Regions from separate parts of the Sus scrofa genome. Here region 2 is linked to region 1. The links are chromatin contacts, called in public HiChIP or PLAC-seq maps. All regions are on one chromosome and are shown on one strand. Each heading gives the region's core, a stretch centred on a gene start, on an enhancer-like site or on the middle of the called end of the contact. The rest is flanking DNA. Distances are from core to core; before and after follow the strand shown. Region 1 holds the start of WBP1L (WW domain binding protein 1-like). Region 2 holds the start of CNNM2 (metal transporter CNNM2).

What was found. HiChIP or PLAC-seq counts read pairs in DNA pulled down with a chosen protein or histone mark.
Region 2: an H3K27ac HiChIP or PLAC-seq map of alveolar macrophages shows a contact between it and region 1. The contact joins the promoter of CNNM2 here to the promoter of WBP1L in region 1. A contact is called at or near these places in 2 of 5 promoter capture datasets (fetal liver and liver), 7 of 47 Hi-C or Micro-C datasets (adipose tissue, embryonic fibroblasts, liver and 3 more) and 1 of 2 datasets of contacts at active chromatin or transcription factors (alveolar macrophages).

The regions. Positions count from the first base shown.
Region 1 is chr14:113,736,412-113,739,111 of Sscrofa11.1, reverse strand. WBP1L (WW domain binding protein 1-like) reads right to left here and starts at 1,354. Exons shown (of 4, transcript XM_001929157.7): 1 at 1,161-1,354. The coding sequence starts at 1,250.
Region 2 is chr14:113,888,849-113,891,548 of Sscrofa11.1, reverse strand. CNNM2 (metal transporter CNNM2) reads right to left here and starts at 1,400. Exons shown (of 8, transcript XM_001929243.6): 1 at 1-1,400. The coding sequence starts at 1,400.

The sequences.
Region 1 (2,700 bases), core at 105-2,604:
TAAATGCCACTGAAGTATTCACTTTAAAATGGTTAAGTGGTTTTAAATGGTTTATGTTATATACACTTCAGGTCATTTAAAAAATTAATTTGTTACATAGAGGATGAGCAAGACAAGATGCATATGTGAAAAGACTGCCCATAAACTCCTAGGGAAAAGATAAGTGTGTGTATTTTTGCTGGTACTCTGCGTCTACTTGATCACAACACAAAGTTCATGCTAAGCTGTAGAGACTCTGCCATTTTGCTCTGTGTGTGTGCCTTTCTGAAAAGACAGGGACGGGAACAGAAAGTGAAGAAAATAGAATGGTAAAGCCTTGCCAAATGCAAGGGAAGGAGGGGTGATTCCCCCTGCTGCACCCCACCCAACTTGGCACCAGGAGCAACGCTCCCATTAAGGTTTCGAAATGCCAGCAGCAGCTGAAATCAGCACAAGCTTCTCTGCCTGGATAAGAGGCAAGCCACCTAGCAAGAAAAGCTGGGGTGCTCCATTTGTTGCCCTTACTGGCATCAGCACCACCCTTTGCTCAAAACGCCGAGCTGGCCCAGACCGACATCGGTGACTGGCTCCCCCAGACCAGCCAGCCCGCCCAACAGTGAGAGCTTGTTACCGCTCGTGTGCCATGCTCCTGAGGAGCCCCAGTCTACTTCATCTCACCTGCCTTCCAAGATCCCTGCCTCCAACACCATTAAAAATGGGGCCTAGAGGCTCCTAGACCTTTCCCAGGTGCAGCTTGAAATAAATATCCTCTCAGCCCCTCCCTCCCTCTCAGGCCCACTCAATAACCCACGGACCCCTATCCGCACAGACGTAAACGCGGCATCGCTGCCTTGGAGACACTGTGAGACAAGAATGCGCGCCCCTCATGCCCCTGCTTGGCACCACTATCCGGCCACAGCCATCCCATCCCACCTTACCTAACTGCCGTCTCAAAGACCCCTCACTCACTTGGTACCATGCCTCTGCCACTTCCCTGACACCAAAGCCGTCACAGGTGTCCCTCAGTTAAACACCGACGCCCCCTTACATCCTGTCCACTCCAGACATGGGTGCCCCTCTTGGGACCCGTCGACTCTTGACAACATCCCTTCAGCCCCCTCCAGCCAGGCCTCGACGACCCCCAGACCTCCAGCCTGGCCCAGACGCTCCCTCCCCCTTACCTGCGGGGGTTCGGCCCTGGCTGACAGGGGGCTGGGCAGCGCCTGGAGGAGCAGGAGCGCCATGCCACCCAGGAGCCTTCTCCTCTCCATCCCCCTCCTGCTCCTGCTCCTCCGCCACGGCGCCGCCGCCTCCCTCCTCCTCCTCCCTCTCCTCCTCTTCCCTCTTCTTCCTTCTTCCCTTCTTTTCCTGTTTCACTCTCCCCACCCGCTTCCGGCTCTGCTCCACCCCGCCCAGCCGAAACACCTCCCAGACGCTGGGATGGTTCTCCAGTTCCAGCGCTTCATTGGTTTTATCCCTTTTTCCATTGGTTAAAACAGCCGTCGATCAAATACAAGTCCCGCCCCCTCATGATGTCGGAAGACCGGAGAGAGCTGGCCAATGAAAAGTAGGAGGAAGCCGGGCCATCTTGAGTGCTGCGAGGAGGCGTAAACGCGTGCTGCTCCGCAGAGAGTGGCGGAAGTAGCTGGAATCACGGGGCTGGGCAATCCAAAACATGTATAGAAGTCCATTTTGGTGCCGCCATCTTGAGTGTGGCGGAAGATTTCCCCAGTTCAGCAAAGAAAGGGAAGGGGTATAGCAATTCTAAGGGGTGTTGGAAAATAAGTTCATTTTAGAAGGTAACCGAGCGCTCTGAAAGACAACTGCAGTCTAAAGAGCTTTTGATGTCTTTTGTCTTTAAGCATAGCCCCAGTACCAGGTCCCGCTCGTGATCTCAAACAGTGGTTTCAGTCAATTTGAATTCCCTATAAGGCAGTACCTTTATTTGAGACAGTGCTTTGTCACCACAAATGAGAGAGACGAAATTCTATTGATTCTACCTTAAAAATAGGTCTGAAATCCATCCCCATTGCTTCAATCCATGTTCTCATTTTCTGGCTAAATACAAATGGTCTCTTCTGTCCCAGTTCCAATTCTTTCTTGAATCCCTTTCACCAACCAAAGCTGGGGTGCTCTACCACCTAAAACCAAGAATTCTCATCTCAGGGCTTCCCCTCTCGAAATACTTCAACCACCTGGACTGGACTTATAGTCCCAACTTTTAACATGCTTCTTTGTGTGTCCTGGTCCCAGCATACCTCTTTATCTCACCCACTGCCGCTTCACTTCCCACATCCTGCTCACACGTAACAGTTTAGAGCTCCCCAGAGTACTGAGCTATGCAGTGCCCTTAACTTCATTTACACTTTACACAGTTTCCTGTTTACAAACTCCTCATTCCCACCCCCTCCTCTCTTCTGAATTCACATAACACTTAGCACACAGTGTATCTATCTGTAGTTTCTGCCTGCTTGACCCCTCCCACTAGACGTGTAGCTTTTTGTATGGCACACCAGATCTTACACATTTTTTTTTAAAGAAACTCCTACAGCACCTTGTACAGGGCCCAGTCACGAGCTCAATCAATGTTGGGAGAATAAACGAACAAAAGAAGACCCAAAGCAGAGAAGCCAGCTGCCCTGTAGCTGCCAATTTCCTCTCAAAAAACCTGCCAAAGCATTTCAGAGCCTGGCCCATTCTAGCCCATAGCTGAGCCCAGAG
Region 2 (2,700 bases), core at 151-2,650, 150 kb before region 1:
AAGTCCAGAATGGCTTCGCCGGTGATCATGAAACAGTCCCGGAGGGGAGTCATCACGTCCTCCACGGTCTTGGTGCGGAGCTCCAGCGCCCCTTGGATGATGTTCAGCTCCTCCTTAACGAGGTCGTTGTAGGGATCTGTGACCCGGAGCATCTCCAGCAGTTTTTCCCGGTTGTAGACGGTGCCTATCTCCTGGCCCAGGACGCAGTCCAGCAGCTTGCTGACCGGGTAAGAAGCGGGGAAGGTCATCATCATGAAAAACTTGGTGAGGAAGATGGTGTTGGCCCCTACAGCCAGGCCATGCCGGGAGCAAATGGCCTGGGGTACGATCTCCCCGAAGATAACGATGCCGATGGTGGAGACCACCACCGCCACGAGGCCTGAGCCCGCGATGTCGTCGAGCAAGATGGTGAGCGTGGTGTTGACCAGCACGTTGCCCAGCAGCAACGAGCACAGCAGGTAGTTGCCCTGCCTGCGTACGGGCTCGATGCGCTTGGCGTAATTCTTTTCCTTTTCTGTGCCGCAGTTCTGCACGATGCGCAGCTCCATCGGATCTAGGGCCATGAGTCCCAGGTTGAGGCCGCTGAACATGCCCGATAGGCAGAGGAGCAGCGAAATGAAGATCACTTGCAGCCAGAAGGGCAGCAGGAACTTCTTCTCCTCGCCCACGATCATCTTGGTGTCCTCGCCGTCGTGATAAATCCAGGTGGTCTCGGCCCACGGGGGCGGCGGGAGTCCGGCCACCCCGGAGCCTCCCTTGCCCCCGACGGCGCCACCCGCGGACCCCGAGCCGCCGGCGCCCAGGGCCGGCGTGGAGAGCGACGTGCACAGGTAATAGGACTTGCTCTTCTCCATCTTGCGCAGCGGTTTGATCTCGATTTCAATGATGCCCGATGTACGCCGGTTGAGAATGATATGAGGCAAGATGATGATATCTGATGTGCGGATGCCGCAGCGCTGGGGGCCGCTGTCCGGCTCCGGCGGCGCGGGTCCCCCCAGCCCGCGCTCGCCGGGGCTGTGGCGCCGCCGCTCGTGCTCGGTGAAAGCAATGCGGGACCATGTCTCGTTGTTGATGTTCTGTCCGTACACTCGCAGCTTGACCCGGGTCCGCTCGCTCACCCGCAGCGCCCCCCCTTCCATGAACGACACGTCGTTCGTGTCCTCCAGCCGCAATCCGATGATCACCGTCTCCTCGTTTTCGCCCGCCGCTGCACATCCACCCGCGCTGCAGCAGCAGCTCAGCAGCAGCAGCGGCAGCAGCCGCCCCGCTGCCGCCTGCAGAACCCCCTGGCCGCGGGCGCTGAGGCTGCGGCGCGCCGCCATCTTCCTAGTGGGCAGTGCTGCGGCTGCCGGCCCGCCCGCCATCTTTACTTCGGGTTCACAAGCGCCACAGCCAATCATAGGGTGGCTGCTCCAGCTGCGGCTTCATTCTACCCACCCGGCGGCACGAGCGCAGGCACCAACCCCTGGGGCGAGACTGCAAAGCACTGTTCGCATCCACTGCTTAGCAGTCCGCCTCCCTGACTGACACTGACTCCGCCTGGGCCAGCTAAGGAACCTGGAGGTTCGCAGGAGGGGGGAATGGATGGGGGGCGCGCCAGCCGCTCCTGCGAGAGGCAGGCCGGCCAGCCAACCACGAGCGCTTGCCCACCCTCCCAGCCAGGGGGCTGGAATGGGGGTGTGGCCGTGAGGGGCGCCGCGGACCAATGGCAAGGTAAGTGGGTGGGGAGATGAAGGCCAGAGTCCTCCCAGGCACGCCAAGTTTCCAGCTGAAAGGCGCGTGACTCTTGTGTATGTGCGAGGAGAGGAGGTGTGGCCAGCTGGAGCCGAGAGCCAGTCACAGATGAGAGCTGTAGGAAAGGGGGCGGGGCCCCCGTCCGGCTGCCAATGAAAAGAGGCCATCCGCGAGACCGACGCTCCGGCCTCAGTAGTAGATTCTGGCCCCGGGGTTTGGTTCTACTTGCACTGCAGTCCCGCGGCGCCAGTTGCCGGATTAGCGCTACACCAAGCTGACGGCTCCCATGTGCTCCGTGCAGGTGCAGAGAGGACTGCGCCTTTCTGCCTGCAAAGCCCGAAAAGCCTACTAGGGACGGCTTAAGGTGCACATTAACCTAAAGTGCATCCGAGCTATCGGCCGTGCTCCCCTTCTTTACTTGCGCTCGCCGCTCCGCCCGGGGGTAAGCCAGCACGCTCAGGCCCACTCTGCTGGAGCCTTTGGCTTATCCCTAAGAGACGCGCGCTCTGCAGGTCACGGTCAGGTAGCGCCACCTGCCGGTATTTTATGCACCCTGCAACGCTTTACAGTTCCACCGCAAACCCCAAAAGGAGTGCGGGAGATGGGGGAAGTTAGAGTGAAGTGGTTTCCTATCTTCCCAGTTGTTAAGAATCCCTTCATTTTCTTGCTGAAAGTATATAATCCCTGAGCCCCATTCCATACTTACTGAAGGAGTAGGACCCAGGAATCTGTATTTCTAACGCACTGCAAAACATGTGGGAAATGGGAGGGGGCAGACATCCTAAGCAGACTCAGAAAGGTTCTTTTTTTTTTTTTTTTGTCTTTCTGTCTTTTCTAGGGCCGCACCAGGGACATATGGAGGTTCCCAGGCTAGGGGTCTAATCGGAACTGCAGCCGCCGACCTACTCCAGAGCCACAGCAACGTGGGATCCGAGCAGCATCTGCAACCTACACCACAGCTCAGGG